Linked DNA regions of Sus scrofa: all the other regions are linked to region 1. The links are chromatin contacts, called in public Hi-C, HiChIP or PLAC-seq and promoter capture Hi-C maps. All regions are on one chromosome and are shown on one strand. The core of a region is the stretch at or near the end of the contact, and the rest is flanking DNA. Distances in the headings are between cores, read along the strand shown.

What was found. Promoter capture Hi-C pulls out the DNA fragments that hold promoters and counts their contacts. A called contact is a pair of places that touch in the nucleus more often than the background predicts. HiChIP or PLAC-seq counts read pairs in DNA pulled down with a chosen protein or histone mark.
Region 2: a contact with region 1 is called in a promoter capture Hi-C map of fetal liver, with 2.7 times the contacts expected there. The contact joins the promoter of DAZAP1 here to the promoter of REXO1 in region 1. A contact is called at or near these places in 1 of 5 promoter capture datasets (fetal liver) and 1 of 2 datasets of contacts at active chromatin or transcription factors (alveolar macrophages).
Region 3: an H3K27ac HiChIP or PLAC-seq map of alveolar macrophages shows a contact between it and region 1. The contact joins the promoter of C2H19orf35 here to the promoter of REXO1 in region 1. A contact is called at or near these places in 1 of 5 promoter capture datasets (fetal liver), 1 of 47 Hi-C or Micro-C datasets (subcutaneous adipose tissue) and 1 of 2 datasets of contacts at active chromatin or transcription factors (alveolar macrophages).
Region 4: a contact with region 1 is called in a Hi-C map of liver, with 5 times the contacts expected there. The contact joins the promoter of AP3D1 here to the promoter of REXO1 in region 1. A contact is called at or near these places in 3 of 47 Hi-C or Micro-C datasets (heart right ventricle, liver and skeletal muscle) and 1 of 2 datasets of contacts at active chromatin or transcription factors (alveolar macrophages).

Annotation. Positions count from the first base shown.
Region 1 is chr2:76,692,411-76,696,272 of Sscrofa11.1, forward strand. It overlaps REXO1 (RNA exonuclease 1 homolog), which reads left to right and starts at 1,859. Exons shown (of 16, transcript XM_003123002.4): 1 at 1,859-2,137. The coding sequence starts at 1,981.
Region 2 is chr2:77,068,972-77,072,947 of Sscrofa11.1, forward strand. DAZAP1 (DAZ associated protein 1) reads right to left here and starts at 1,513. Exons shown (of 12, transcript NM_001244506.1): 1 at 1,362-1,513. The coding sequence starts at 1,390.
Region 3 is chr2:76,283,319-76,287,435 of Sscrofa11.1, forward strand. C2H19orf35 (putative uncharacterized protein C19orf35 homolog) reads left to right here and starts at 1,845. Exons shown (of 4, transcript XM_013987302.2): 1 at 1,845-2,652; 2 at 3,070-3,155; 3 at 3,649-4,117. The coding sequence starts at 3,074.
Region 4 is chr2:76,427,034-76,430,779 of Sscrofa11.1, forward strand. AP3D1 (AP-3 complex subunit delta-1) reads left to right here and starts at 1,410. Exons shown (of 32, transcript XM_021084197.1): 1 at 1,410-1,763. The coding sequence starts at 1,668.

The sequences.
Region 1 (3,862 bases), core at 609-3,108:
TCTACCTTTGAAACATACCCAGAACCAGTCCATTTCTCCTGCCTCCACCTAATCCCACCTCATGGCCCACCTGGACCAACCCTTGATCCGGACTCCTGCCCTGGCCCTCACAGTCTGCCTTCCCGGCTGGAGCCACCAGAAGGCGTCTGTGATCACTTTCTGTGAGTCAGGCCCTGCCCTCCTCTGCACTCAGCGCTCCAGGCTGCCACCTCCCTCCAGGGTGAATCGCCCAAGTCCTCCCTGAGGCCAACCAGGCCCTGCATGACCTGCCCCTGCCCCCTCTCTGCCGCTGTTACCTTCTCCCTCTCTCCCCTTTACTCACTCAGGTGCAGCCACACAGGCCTCCTTGCAGTTCCTCCAACAAGCCTGGTGCCGCCTTTGCCCTGGGGCCTTTGCACATATTGTGCCCTCTGCCTGGAATGCCTTTACCCTAGATGCCTGCTTGGCTTTCTCCTTGAACTGCTCAAATTCCACTTCCCCATCAGACTCCATGGACCACCCCTTTCCCCAGCTCCCTACTCTCCCTATCACCCATCCTCCAGAAGAGCACTCTCGGCCTTGTACTTAAGTATCTCCTTTACTGATCTCCTGCTGTCTCTCTTCTAGAACGCTACTACTGCCAGGGTGGGGATCTATGCTTTGTTCACTGATGTCTCTAGCACTGGGTCTGGCACTCACATAGTAGGTCCTTGGTAAATATTTGTTGAGTAAATAACCAAGGTCAGTCAGTGAGTACAGAGGAAGCATCTAGTAAGTGCAAGCTCAGGGGTGACCTGACTTCACCTCACTAGCATTGTCAGGGCCAGGCTGAGGGGTCCTCCCTCCTCTTGGCGGTGGAAGAGGCGCTGGCATCGAGAGACCCCTGGGGTGAGGGGTCTCAGGCCCAAATGCCACCGGGGCCAGGTGGCTGAGGTAAGGATAGATGGGCTGGGAGAGGGAGGAGATGACCTGCACAGACTGCACCCCCACCCTGTGCTCACACGGGGATCCTTGGCAATTGCCAGCTGGCGGGCAGGCTGGGAATTGTAGTTTTATGAAGCATCTCCCCCAATTTAAATAAAGGGCAACAAACAAATTTACATCATTTGAAAAACTAGTACTGAAACAAAACTGGTACTCAGATACATATACACACATGTTCACAGAGGCTCAATTCACAACAAACAGGCGGAAACCACCTGAATATCTATTATCTGATGAACAGATAAAATACGGTTTAGGGTCAATATTTGGTGGACAAATGAGTAAATCGGAATAGGGTTCCGCTGGTGGACCTGGGGATGAGATTTCAGACAAGAGTCCAGTGGGAGTCCACCCGGAGCCCAAGTCGAGGGACCTCCGCAAGCCTCTGCTTCAACGAGTGCAAAACGTGAGCACTAATTCGAAGTCAACCCGGGCGGAGTTGAGTTTCAGAGCCTGAGCTGGGTAACTCCGGTGCAGATCTCCAGGTGCAGGTGAGACACGCCCGCAGGACTCGTGTTGACCAGCAGAGGGCGCCTCAGGGAGACGTGCTAATAAAACTAATTAAATGCACCTAAGCCACAGCTGGACTATGAGGGGGGCCTTTTTTTTTTTTTTTGATCAGGCGTGCCGTGGACAGCTCCAGGCGCCGCAGGGGTCTGGGGCTCAAGATGGCGCTGTTGCCGCCACCGAGGGCCAGGCGGCGGCGCCGGCGAGGCTCCCGGAGACAGTAGGCAGGGCGTCTCGCCCCCACCACCCCTACCCCCGCGACTGCCTGTCCTGGGCCATGGGTCCATGACCCTCCTTGGGGCCGCGGGAGCAGGTGTTTCTGATCAGGCGCACTTCGGGCAGCTGCTCCCGAGGTCCCTTGCGGCGGCGTCCCGGGGGCCTCCGGGGACCTCGGAGCAAGATGGCGGCGGCAGCGGGGTCCGTGAGGCGCGGGCGGCGGCGACCGCGGCGCCAGTGAGGGGCCCGTGGGCCCGGGCGGCTCCGGGCCGCGGCCCCGCCGCGGGACGGACCATGCTACGTTCCACCGGCTTTTTCCGGGCCATCGACTGCCCGTATTGGGCTGGGGCGCCCGGGGGGCCCTGCCGGCGGCCCTACTGCCACTTCCGGCACCGCGGGGCCCGGAGCCCGGGCGCACCCGGGGGAGGCGGAGCGGCGTCCCCCGCAGCAGGTAATGCCCGCCCCGGGCTCAGCACTCCGGCGCCCGGGCTTCCTTGGCCCCCAGTTCCCCGCCCAACCTTCTTCTCTCTCGCTCGCGGGCGACGTGTCCCCAAGTCCGGGCCACCTACCCGGGGCCCACGTTGAGCGACCTCTGCAAACCTCTGCTTCAACGAGTGCAAAACGTAAACAACGAAGGGACCCGTTCTCCTAGAGGCGTCGCAAGGGTGGAGCGCGCCGGGCTCGGGAAAGGAGCGCGGCCGACACTGGTTGGCAGGCCCGAGCTCATGCCGGGGGAACCGTTCCCGCCGCCTCCCCGGCCCCGAGTGCTCGTGGCAGCCCTTGTTTACTTCTGCGCTTCTTCGGCCGCCGCGCCGCTGATTGTGGCCTCTCTTGTTTACAGTAGCAGTCTAGAGGATCTTGCTTAGGAACCTGGGCTGTGTGTTGAGCCGTGTGCCAACATATCCACTTGCTTGTGTGTGTGTTGGGGTGGGGGTCAGGCTTCCAAGTGAACGTTTCTAGATTGAGCATTACAGTACCGTGGTGATTATCAATGTCGCGGCAGAGTTCGGTGAGAGCTGCCCGGGGTCACGCTGCTTGTGGGGAGTGTGGGACTTGAGCTGTTAAGAATGGGGGCAAAAAGAGGGGCACCGCGAGGAAAGGCTTGCAGGGATGTCCTTACTCCGGAGGGGAACTCGGGCTCTCACTGGGGCTCCTGTCCTTCAGGACTGGGCTCCCCTTTTCTTTCAGGCTCATATTCTTCATTCGGCATCCTCTCTCTTTCCCCATGAAAGAATCCCCATCTCAGAGCCTTTTAACTTTCAAAGAGGAGCGCCCTTGCTAAGATTAAATAATGGGCTTGTTCTCCCATTTTGCCAGAAAAAAAAAAGGAGGGGGTAGCATTTTCTCAAATTTCCATTGTAAGTTTGTCCTGACTTTTTGCACCTGCCACCCACTGTTCACAGCCAGCCAGATGCAAGCATTGGTTGCCTGGCTCCACATTTGTGCCAGGCCTGGGGCTGTGTGCATTGTGGGCCCTGCTCTCAGGAACTTACCCCTGAGGAGGGAAGCTGGCCTGGCCCACAGGTGCCTTAGTTTCCAGCGGTGCCTTACCCCCAGCTGAGTGTCAACGGCCTCCCGGTGTCCTTTTTCAACTCAAGACAGTGCAGTTTTCAATCCATCTATTGACCGACTTGGCCTGGCCTGGCGAGTGATGCTCCTTACCATTGGGACAGATAGGGAGGGACCATGCCCCCAGCAGCAACTTGTCTGCAGACTCCACATGGCCTTCCAGCCTTCTGAACTCTGGAGCTCTGGTCTCTCTTCTTGGGCGTTCATCCTGTGCTATTCATTTCTTGAATGGCCAGTGACTTTCCCAGAGGCCAGGTTTTGAGAGCCCATTTGGTGATGTTGCCCTGTCTGCTTCCCTTCCCACAGGAGAAAAGGCCACTGCCTACCCCCGATCCCCGTGCATCTGCATTTTGTTTCGCAGGTGAGAATAAGCAGTCCTTTTCCCGTCTCTGGTGGGGGGTGGCCTCTGTTACCTTCTGGTGGAATTCTGCCTTGCCCTAGAGAGGCAGGGTTGGAGCCCAGCTCAGCCTCTTTCTTGCCATGGGGCCTCTCTGACACTCTGTTTCATCTTCTGGTCATGCTCACGGGGTAGCCCTCTGAGTGGGCCAGGGGATAGTGTGCACCTAGACCTCCCCCTCCCTTACAGCTGCCCCCTGCTCCAGATTTT
Region 2 (3,976 bases), core at 263-2,762, 380 kb after region 1:
CCACCAGCAAACAATGACTTACTCACCAAATCAAGCATTTTGTAAACACCTCATCTGTTCAAAGCTAAGGCCACTGAAAAATGTACACAAGGCCACGGAAACCCAGCCCAGGCTGTTTTGCCATCTTCCCAGAATTTAACTGTAAAATTACGCTGATGCTGTAGGAGCCAGTCTCTGCAAAGAAAACTAGACCAAACCCCTAGACCAGAGCAGAATTGGATTTTCTGGTTCCTCTGGGATCACTTCTCTCATCTACAGCCCGTTTAGCATTAGGCAAAGCTATAATTAAAAGGGAAAACCTAGCTATAACAAACCTCCTCTAATAGCTGCACCAAAGAGAAAGACCTCTGAAGCAAAGCTGTCTGTCCACCGCCGTTTCCCTTTCTCTTTATCTTAAGCACACCCATGGGGGTTAGCTGGGGGCAAAGCAGAAAGGGGCTCCAACAACAAAAAACAGTTGCAAACAACCCATCAGGTGGTGTGGAGGCGCTGAGACGGTGGGCACCACAGGGCACGAGGAGTGCCAACCAGAGATCGGCCCCATGACCTTGGCCTTCAGCCTTCGGTTTGCAAACCTTCACTTAGGAGGACAGGGGATGGTGAAGGGGACCATCGCTCGAGTTCCGGGAGGGAGAAGTTGGGCGGCGGCAGAACTGGATCCCCCCGCACCCCGGCCCGCCACGTGCGCTGACGCGCCAAGTTTGTGCACGGGCTGGGGGTGCCCTGGATCCCTTGGGTTTCTTTTCGAGGTCCCCGAGGAGAAACAGGAGCACGGGGCCCCCAAAGGGAAACCCTGGCATGCCCGGGTGCAGACAAGGTGGTTCCTAACTGGGGGTCCGCCAGCCAAGCCGTAAACTCTAGCTTGGAGGAGGGGTCCGCCCCCGGCAAAAGACTGCGAGGGCTCCCAGGTTTCCACTCTGGGTTCCCGGCCAGGAAACAGCGGGGCGCTGAGACCGCTAGGACTCCCTGGGCTCCCGGGTCCCGCTCGGGGTCTCCAGCCACAAGGCGGCGGGACGCCCGGACCCTCAGGACTCCCAGACCCTCAGGACTCCCAGTTTCCATTCGAGGTCTCTGGCCACGAGGTTATCAGGACTCCTGAACACCTCCCCCGACTCCCCGGACCCCCAGCCACGAGGTAGCAAGGCGCTCTCCCCCTCAAGACTCCTCGGACCCTAGCTTCCTGTCTGGGGTGCCCGGCCACGAGGCGGCGGGGCGTCCGGCCCCCAAGGTTCCCTCCGCTCTTCGCAGCCCCCTGCCCCACAGCAGCCGGCTCGGCGCGGCCCCGCGGCGTGACCTTGACGGGCCGGGCGGGTCTGGGCGGGGGCCGGCCGAAGCAGCGGCGCGGGCCGGCGCGTCCTCACCCGATCTCGTCGGCGCCCGAGTTGTTCATGGCGGCGGCGGCGGCGGCGGCGGCGGCGGCGGCGGCGCTCGGCGTCCGGGCCCCCTGGCTCGCTCCCGCCTCCGGAAGGTCACTGGCCCCAGCACCCTCCCCACAGCCGCGGCCCGGATCTGCGCAACGGCGACGGCCGCGCTGCCTCCTCCCCTCAGCGCCAACGGTCACCGCGCGCCCCCGCGCCCGCGCCGCCGCCCTGCGCACACCCGGGCGCGCTCCCGCACGGGGCCTCCGGGGGCGGGGCCAGGGGTGCGCCCGCGTGCTTGCGTGCGTGCGTGCGTCCGCCGGGGCCCTCGCTACCGCAGCTCGGCAACCGCAAGTCGGCCTTTCTCCTCGAGGGCTGCTAGCGTCGCAGTGGGGCACACTGGGAAATGGAGTCCTGCGCGCCGGCGGCGGCGCCGGCCCCGCCCCGAGGGCGTGCGCGTGCTGCGTGCGTGCGTGCGCGGCGGGACGCGTGCGCGGCCAGGCGCTCGGGGCTAGGCACTGCGGGGCGCAGGCGCGGCTGCGGCTTCCTTGTTCAGTCTCTAGTGGGAGGTGGCGGAGGCCTGTCGGTGTCGGCCGTGAGCTGAGGCCACGCCCACACCCCCGCGGAGCCGCTAGAGGCCAAGTTCTGCACCTGCACCTCGGTTGCGCGCTCTGCACCCCCGCCCCAGTCTCCCAGAAGATACAGACGGTCTGATAGACTCAGTTATCTGCCCAAGGTCACCCATTCAAGGGAAGAACTGGAATCAAATCCAATAGTTGGCTGTAAATCCAATGATTATGAAAACATACTGAGTCCCTGCCATGTGCCAAGCATTGTCCTGCCCTCATCTGTCCACACCGGTGGTTTTCATCCAGAATGATTCAGCCTCCCTCTCGTCCAGGGGATACTGAGCCATGCCAGTCACCACTGGGTGAGGGGGTGCTACCAGCATCTAGTGGGTGGAGGTCAGGGACTGGTAAATATCCTACAATGGGCAGGGAACGCCAAACCCAGGTCTACAATGACCCTATTAAAAGCTGATCTGTATGGTGGTGTCAGATAGTGGTCATGCTGCCTAGTGACTTTCCACTCACTGTCTCAACGTCTTGATAGCCTGACAATTAATTTATTCACCATAAAATTACATGAATGTGAGGAATGAAGGAACTAGGTCATAGGTAAGCAGTAACACATAAAACACTTAAAATGCACCTTCCTTCCATCACATTACAGTTTGCAAAGCACTTTGGCATCCATATCATCAATTACAGTAGCCTCTGAACAGGATAACTCATGAGTTGCACTTGCAAATGAGAAGCAGAGGCTCAGCAGAGGAGGAAGGATTGGCCTTAGGTGGCATGAGGCAGGTGTTCTCTCTTGCCCAGGAGTGGGGGTGGAGGACACTTAAGTTTTCCAGGTCAGAAAAGAACAGTAACACTTGGTGGGGGCTGGCTCCCTACTCTGGGGGAACGCAAACGTGGTGAATGGAGAGGAGTGTGCTAGGGGAAAGCTGAGGGGTGTGTAGTGAGGAAGTGAGCAAAAATGGGGGGCCAGCTGCCACTATCCTTCCAACAGTGGAAGCTCAGCAACCCCCAAATGCTGGGCTGAGTGCAGACAGACAGACATGCCCCAAGATGCTCACAGCCCACCCCATTATTAGAGGAGCAGAAAACTGGCATCAACCCACATGTCCCTCCATTGGTGACTGGATAAATAAACCACAAAGGGTGTGAATGAAATGCACAGGATGCAGTCAAATGAAGGAAGCCAGACACAAACAGTTTAAAATAATATACTTTACAAAACAGACACCTACCAGGGATAAAATAACAAGCAGCCATGTACCTGCCACTGGAACAAAAACGCTGGCATTTTTGTCATGTTTGCTTCAGATCTTTTTAAAAAGATGAACTAGGCAGCTTGTTTTTCCCTCCTCCTCACTCACTTCCTCCCTCCCATCTCAGGGCAAATGGTGGGACAAAAACAGGTATGTGCACACTTTCCTGAATTTTCTCCTAATGTGGGTTCAGGCATAATGCCATACACAGAATATAGTTTTGGCCTTTTTTGGTGTGTGGTTCACCATAAAAGTTATTCTTGTAACCATTTTTTAATTTCTTTTTTTAATCTTTTTTTTTCTTTTTGGTAGTTTTTGTTTTTTTTTTTTTTTTTTGCTATTTCTTGGGCCGCTCCTGCAGCATATGGAGGTTACCAGGCTAGGGGTCTAATCGGAGCTGTGGCCACCAGCCTACGCCAGAGCCACAGCAACGCAGGATCCGAGCCGCATCTGCAACCTACATCACAGCTCACGGCAACGCCGGATCGTTAACCCACTGAGCAAGGGCAGGGATCAAACCCGCAACCTCATGGTTCCTAGTCGGATTTGTTAACCACTGCGCCACGACGGGAACTCCCTTGTTGTTTTAATCATTTTTTTCTGGGTGGGCCCAGGGATGGAACCCACACCACAGCATTGACCGACGCCACAGCAGTGACACCACAGATCCTTAACCTGCTGAGTCACCTGGGAATTCCTTATTGTAACCATTTTTTAAGTGTGCAGCTCAGTGGCATTAAGCACATTCAAATTGTCATGCAACCATTCCCATCCTCTGTCT
Region 3 (4,117 bases), core at 595-3,094, 410 kb before region 1:
ATCCATGAGGATGAGGGTTCGATCCCTGGCCTTGCTCAGTGGGTTAAGGATCCAGCCTTGCCGTGAGCTGTGGTGTAGATGGCAGACGCGGCTGGAATCTGGCATTGTTGTGGCTGTGGTGTAGGCCAGCAGCTGCAGCTCTAATTTGACCCCTAGCCTGGAACCTCCATATGCCTCAGGTGTGGCCTTAAAGAGAAAAAATTAAAAAGAATTCATAGTTGGCAAGAGTTTGAGCAGAGGCCACTTCCTTAGCACCTCTGGTCCCTTCTCTTCCACACAGAACAGCCCAGGAATTGTGGAATCCTTGTCCGGTATAATTTGCAGACTCTTTCTCAAGCCCACCATCCTCCCATTGCATGATTTTGAAATCCACCAAAATCATAGGCAGCCTCATGGACTAAGGACAGAGAGTATAAATTCTGTGAATTACAGAAGCCAAGTGCTGGGAAAGAAAAAATATTGAATCAAGTTATGGACCCTCATTCTGGAAACGCTGGGAGTCAGCAGGTCAGTGTTGCCCAAAACGCAGGAGGACACCCACTTGGAGGACTCCATGAGGCAAGTCTGTCTCCTTTCCCACACCCAGGGTCATCCAGCAACAGCCCATGAATGCCCCCCAGCCCAGCCTGGACCTGCTGTGTGACCCTGTGTGGACTACAGCCCTCTCTGGGCTCACTGCCCTTGAGGGAAATGAGAGGGGGCCAGGGAAGAACCTGAGCGTGAAAGATCTCAAACTACAAAGCAAAAATGTCTGCATCTGCAGTGATTTCTTGGGTCGTCATTACAGTGGGGGAGGGGCTGTGTTTGCAGCTAGGTTGTCTTTCCTGACAGCAGCCCAACAGGGTGAGCCTTAGGCCCCCAAACAGTGGTTTTTTTGTTTTTTTGTTTTTGCTTTTTAGGGCCACACCTGCTACATATGGAGGTTCCCAGGCTGGGGGTCTAATCGGAGCTACAGCTGCCGGCCTATGCCACAGCCATAGCCACAGACACAGCAATGCCAGATCCGAGCCACGTCTGCAACCTACATTTCATCTCATAGCAATGCCAGATCCTTAACTTACTGAGCGAGGCCAGGGATCGAACCCACAACCTCATGTTCCTAGTCGGATTCGTTTCTGCTGTGCCACAAATGGAACTCCCCAAACAGTTTGGACACTGTGTGCTTAAGCTAGAATTTCACACTGCCTGGTTTTCCCAGGTTTTTACCATTCTTGATTTTCCATGTATGGTAATTCTTTTTGGTCACACCTGCTAACATGTGGAAGTTCCCAGGGCAGGGATCAAACCCGTGCCACTGCAGCCACCTGATCTGCTGCAGTGACAACGATGGATCCTTAACCTGCTGATCCACCAGGGAATTCTCCAGTATGGTAAATCTATCTCAAATGTTTTTTTCTTTTTTTTTTTTTTTTGGTTTTTAGGGCTCCACCTGTGGCATATGGAAGTTCCCAGGCGAGGGATCAAATTGGAGCTGCAGTTGCTGGCCTACACCACAGCCACAGCAACGGGGATCTGAGCCACATCTGCACCACAGCTCATGGCAAAGCTGGATACTTAACACACTGAGTGAGACCAGGGACCGAACCCACATCGTTATGAATGCCAGTTGGGTTCATTTCCACTGAGCCACAGCAGGAACTCCTCAAATGTCTTTCTTTCTTTTCTTTTCTTTCTTTCTTTTTCTTTTTTTTTTTTGTCTTTTTAGGGCCATTCCCGTAGCATATGGAGGTTCCCAGTCTAGGGGTCGAATTGGAGCTATAGCTGCCAGTTTACTCCAGAACCACAGCAACGTGGGATCTGAGCCTTGTCTGGGACCTACACCACAGCTCACAGCAACACCAGATCCTTAACCCACTGAATGAGGCCAGGGATCAAACCTGCATCCTCATGGATGCCAGTCGAGTTCGTTAACCCCTGAGCCACAATGGGAGCTCCTCGAATGTCTTTTTCTAAATAAATGCATTAAGGCAGTGGGGACAGGGAAGTGAGATGATTACACGTTAATGAAAAATCCAGCTAGTGTGGCTGTCAAGAGGCAGCAAGCAGGGACCACTTTTCTTTATTTGCTGGAACACAGAGAGGGGTGGTGTTTGCCCAGCGTCACACAGCAAGTCAGAGCTGAGCTGGAGCTGAGCTGGTGCTTAGGCAGCAAACTGCTCCCAGTCCAAGGGTCCTAGGATTGGCAGGAAGTGGGGTGCTTGCACTGGGGGCTTCTCAGACAGTCCTGCAGGGAGACGTGGCTCTGGAGGGGTGAAAACCTCAGAGAGAAGGGTCACCCAGTCAAACTTCTCCTTAAACAGTTGCTGCTGGAATTCCCTGCCCTCCCCAAAGGTACAGGGGTCTAAAATGTCTTGCTTCCCTCTGTCTCTCTGAGTTCCCCCCTACTGCCCACCTTGTGTAAACTTTAGGACTTCTCCCAGTCTTCTCATCTCCCCCCATCCCTTGTAGCCCTGGAACCAAGGCCAGCAGTCATGGGGAAGTAATGCATAAAGCACCCCCCCCTGCCCCAGCCTGCGGTCTAACAGTTGTCTGGGCATTTCCGGTTCACTGCCAGCAACCGGTCAGACAGTCCGGCAGGCCAGGGGCTGCAGCTATTGGGAGTTTGCACCCAAGGCCCCCCCTCCCTGCCCCAAGGTCACACCAGTCCTGAAGGTAGGCCATTCCTGGAGGGGGTGGGGTGGGGTGGAGGGGGTGGGGTGGGGAGGGGGTGGGGTGGGGCAGAAATGGCCAGTTTTCAAGGTTGGGGTGACCTGGAATCTGGGTGGGGCAGGGCTGGGGGCCGGGCTGCTGTTGGCAACTGCACAGCTGAAGGGGGCTGAGCTCTGGGGAAAAGGCCTAAGCTTGGGTCCCTGAATACTGTCACCAGCCTCAAGCTGTCCCCTCCCCCCCCACACCTCTTGCCCTCACAGCTGGATGTCCTGCCCATGTCACAAAGAGTCAGGGCACTTTCCATTGCCCTGAAAAGTTGATGGGTGACATTTGCCCAGAGAAGTCAAGCAACCCTCCCAGGGCCACACAGCAGGTGCAGGACCCCACCCACACATGCCCTGTACTCTGACCTTCCCCCAGCAGCATGAGTGACCCGGAGCCACCCACTAAGACCACCGGGGTCAACACCCCCACCTGGCCTACTCAGCCCACGTACAGCAACCTTGGTGAGCGCTGGGGTGGGGCCCTGGGTGGGATATGGGACAAGTGGCTGTCCCAGGCAGCCAGAGCATAGAGGTAAAGTCTCTCGTTACCTTCTAAAGAATGCTCTGCCCAATGATGGTTTAACTTGATTATAGCAGCTTTTAAATTATCTTTAATAAGCTCTTTGTTTAAAGAAAAAAAAAATAGCTGGCTTTCACTAGCTTGTAAAAATGAGGAAACGAGTTCAAAAAGGCTCAGTCACCTGGCCAGAGCCACACAGGGAAGTGGGGGTCGCCCATGCTGGGCCGGATGTTTCTCTGCCTCTGACCTGTCCCTCCTCTGAACCTTCGTTTCCTCATGTGTAAACTGGAGAGGGCATTCTTAACCCACAGGGTCGTTGGGCTGGCTGGTATTTTTTCCATTTTAGACATGAGGGAATCAAAGCTGAGGCTGGAGTCGTGGGCCCAGGACCACACACTCTGGGCATCCTCAAGCCCCTCCCCACTCCCCCAATAGGTGAGGTCCGTGCCCACCTGCTGCCTTCCAAGCCCTGCCGCCCCAGAACACCGGAGCCTCCCTTGGCTGACCCGCAGCCCCTGCCTCCACCCCTGCCCAAGAAGACCTTGACCAGGACCCAGTCACTGCCCACCCACAAGGCCCCCAGTCCCAGCCCTGTTCAATCAGGGCAGCATCGGAAGCCGCTTCTGGGATCCCTCAGTGTGGACGAGAGCAGGGCAGGCGACCAGAGGGTGGAGCCAGCCCGTCCGCCTGCAGAGCTGCCCTTCTGCTCGCTGGACGCAGAGCTGGGCCTCTCCCTCCACGACCTGCACCGCCCGGAGGCTGTGCACGCAGCGCTGGAGGCCAGGCAGCTGGAAGGCCTGCGTGTCGTGCACGCCCGGCTGCACGCCCGGCTCCTGGGGGGCCGCCCCGGCCCCTGCCGCCCCGGCCACGACTTCCGCCTCTTGGACAGCTCGCCCTGCTTGGA
Region 4 (3,746 bases), core at 160-2,659, 270 kb before region 1:
CAGGGACTGAACCCGTAACCTCATGGTTCCTAGTCGGATTCGTTAACCACTGTGCCACGACGGGAACTCCCCATATTTTAACTGAATTGTCTTTTTCTTTTTGGTGTTTTTTTTGTTTTGTTTTTTGTTTTTGCTTTTTAGGGCTGCACCCATGGCATATGGAAGTTCCCAGGCTATGGGTTAAATCAGAGCTCTGTCTGCCCACCTATACCACAGCCACAACAATGTGGGATCTGAGCTGTGTCTGTGATCTTCACTGCATCTCATGGCAGTGCCAGGTCCTTAAGCCACTGACCAAGGCCAGGGATTGAACCTACATCCTCATGATTACTAATCAGATTCGTTTCCACTGTGCCACAATGAGAACACCTCTTTTCGTTTTGTAGGAATTTTTTGTTTGGTTCTGCTTTATTTTCTGTTCAGGTATATTGTGGATATAAATCCTTTGGCAGATACATGTGTTGCTAATATCTCATTACAGTTTGTGGCTCGCTTTTACTCTCTTAGTGGTGGATCCTGGTGGGCAGGAACCACTTGTATCTCATTCACTTGGGAGGGAGGCCTGGCATAAAGTAGGTGCTCAATAAGTTTTCCTTGAATGGGGGAGTTCTCCCTGTGGTGCAGTGGGTTAAAAATCCCCCATTGTCTGAGGCAGCGCGGGTTAGATCCCTGCCCGTAGCAGTAGGTTAAGAATTCAGTGTTTATCACAAGGCTGTAAATCAACTATATTTCAATAAAACTTTTTAAAATGAAGGAAAACAAAAAAACCGAGTTGTTGCAGCTGCAGCTCAGATTGGATTCCTGGCCAGGGAACTTCCATATGCCCTTGGTGCTGCGGGAAAAAGAAAAAAAACTTCTTGAGTGAATAACTGGATTGAAGTCCTAGCTCTGGTCCTCAGCTTCTCCAGGTGGGCATGTTAATCCCTGTCTGCCCATATGATAGGATTTTGTGAGACGTTCTGGAGACAGAGTCGAATTTGGAGGTTCTCAGACAGTGTCAGCTTTTACAATCAGAAAGGGCGGAGCTGGATCCTTCTCCAGGAACCTGCCTGGGAAACTCCACGTGGGCGCCCCGCCCATAGCAGGCTCCACCCACAGCTGGGCTCTCTTACGCCTGTCACTTAGCTGAGGGGCGGGGCAGAGAGGGCACGCCAAGGGGGCGTGGTTACAACCTTGAACGGGGAAGTAGGTGGAGCTAATGATGTCACTGACCAATGAGAGGGAAGAGTCTTGAGCCGTAGAGAGCAAGGCCGAAGGGCCCTGTGATCGTTGTCTGCGTTTCCATTGGGCGGCTTGGCGTTGTTAGGGAAACGCAGTAAGTTGAAGGGGAGGGGTTTCTAGGGAGGCGGGGCTCCCGGGGGCGGGCCGCCGGGACTCTGCTAGGGCCGTCAGCTGACCGGCCGCCATCTTGTCCGCCATTTGCAAGCGGCTCGGCGCGGAGCCGGAGGGAAAGGGAGCGCGGCCTGCCCAGCGGGTCGTCGCCGCCGCCGCCCCCGCCCCCGCCCCCGCCACCCCGCCGACCGCCGCCGACCTGGCCTGAGAACCCGCCCCACCGCGGCGGCCGGCAGCGCAGCGCTCCACGGGCGGCAGGCGAGGCCCCCTTGCCCCTTCAGGGCACCCGGCCGCGCGTCTCCCAAGTCTCGAGCCCGGCGGTGGCCGCCGCCGCGATGGCTCTCAAGATGGTCAAGGGCAGCATCGACCGTATGTTCGACAAGAATCTGCAGGACCTGGTGCGCGGCATCCGGAACCATAAGGAGGACGAGGTGAGCCCGGCGCGCTGAACCTGGCCGGGCTTCTTGCCCTGACCCCAACCCCGTTCGATCCCGAATCGGTCCTACCCGGCAGGACCCAGACAGAGGCCCCGCTCCTGGCTTGAGCCCCGCCTGCCTATCCGCCCTGGATTTACGCACGCTCCGTCCGCGAGCCTCAGTTTACCCGCTCGGCGGTGGGGGCCCGCCTCCTCCTCCCCGAGGGTAGCCCCGGAAGAGGCTTGGCAGTGTCGTCACACACACCCAGTGCCACTGGCCCAGCGGCGGCTCTCCCGTCTTGAGCATGTTTCTGGATTTCTTGTTCAAAGTGCAGGACCCCCACCCCACCCCAGGTCTTGGGCTCCTGTTTAGGGGACCTTGTCCGTAGGTCGCCCCCAGAGGGAACCCCTTATGGGATTAACGCAAGTCCAGATCGCTCCCTGGTGCCCGGCTTGGAACTGGGCCTAGCCTCCTGGGCCGGTATTCCCACCCCGCCCCTGGAAGATGGCCAGGCCGCCACTCTTGGGGGCAACGATGGGGGGACAGCGGAAGCCCTAGGCCAAAATAAGGAAACCCCTCAGGGGTCCTGCAAGGGAGAAGCCGACTTCAAGTAGAAACTCCACAGCCAGGAAGGAAAACGCTTTCCAGAAATCATAGTACAATCGTGGGCACCATTTTCATCTCTCCCCCATCCCCCCAACCTGTGACCTAGATTTAGGAGGAATTGGGCGAGTTAGTGACCACCGGGCTGCTGGCTTCCAAGGAAGAAGGCCCAAGCCTACAGTTACGCAGTGGGACAGGGAAGAAAGTCCCCCTTTCCCTGCTGGAGGGAGAGGCTGCCCTAAGGAGAGCAGCTGTATGATCTTGTGCCGATCCTAGTGCCAGAGGCCGCCTAGCCCTCCTCACAATGGCGCCGGGCAAGCCCAGCATTACAGAGAGGAAGGTGCAGAGAAGTTAAGGAATTTGCCAGGAGGCACCAAGGGCCCTAGGCTCCAGCTCTGTTCTTCTGCTAGGAGCCTGAGTTCCTGCCTCTTTGTTACACTTTTTCAGAACGGGTGTGACCTCGCTGACATGTAACTAGGTTTTTTTAGCTCATTTCCGGCACCCCTTCTCTTCTCTGGGTTCGTTTGGGATTAGCAGCATGTTGGAAGCTGTGGTCAGTTGTGCTGGTAACAAGTGTATTTGACCCTGGTCTGATTTCAGTTTCGTTGTGAGTTGAGAGAGTGGCTGGTTGGGCTGCATTTCAGGTGCTGAGCATGGCTAAGCTAATTTGGAAGGTGCTTGTACCCCTAGGTTCCTTTCCGCACTGAGTGCCCTCCAGCCTCTCCCCTCCTTTGGTGGAGATTTTGAAGCAGTCGTTTCCCTGGGTTCTGAGGCTCAGGGGCCTTTCTGATGGAGGAGTTCACACTCCAGTTAGGATGTCTGGATTTAGGGGTGTGTGCCCATCATCAGTGGCAGCATCCTCGCTATGCTTTCTTCATTTGGAACTGATGAAAATTGATGACTGTTGGCCTGTTAGTGATTCCCAGCAGGATGTGGTTTCAGGGACCAAGGTTTCCTTATTAGAAGGAAGTTGGTATGGATTCCAGGTATTAGGAAGGACTCTTCTAGCTGCCCAATCTCTTTAAGATGGATGCTTCCCTTTGGCCCTGCTATGCCCCCCCAGGGAAGACTTCTGGTAGTAGTACAGTTTTCTCTCAAAGTTAATTGTATTTATTTTTTTGGCCATACCCACGGCATGTACAGGTTCCTGGGCCAGGGATCAAACCCATGCCACAGCTATAGCATGGCCTGATCCTTAACCTGCTGCACAGGGAACTTCCCAGGGGTTTTGTGGTTTTCTTTTTTTTTCTTTATTTTATTTTTAGCACTACGCTGTGGCATATGGAAGTTCCCAGGATAGGGGTCTAATTGGAGCTGCAGCTGCTGGCCTACACCACAGCCACAGCCACGCCAGATCCGAGCTGCAGCTGCTACCTACACTACAGCTCATGGCAA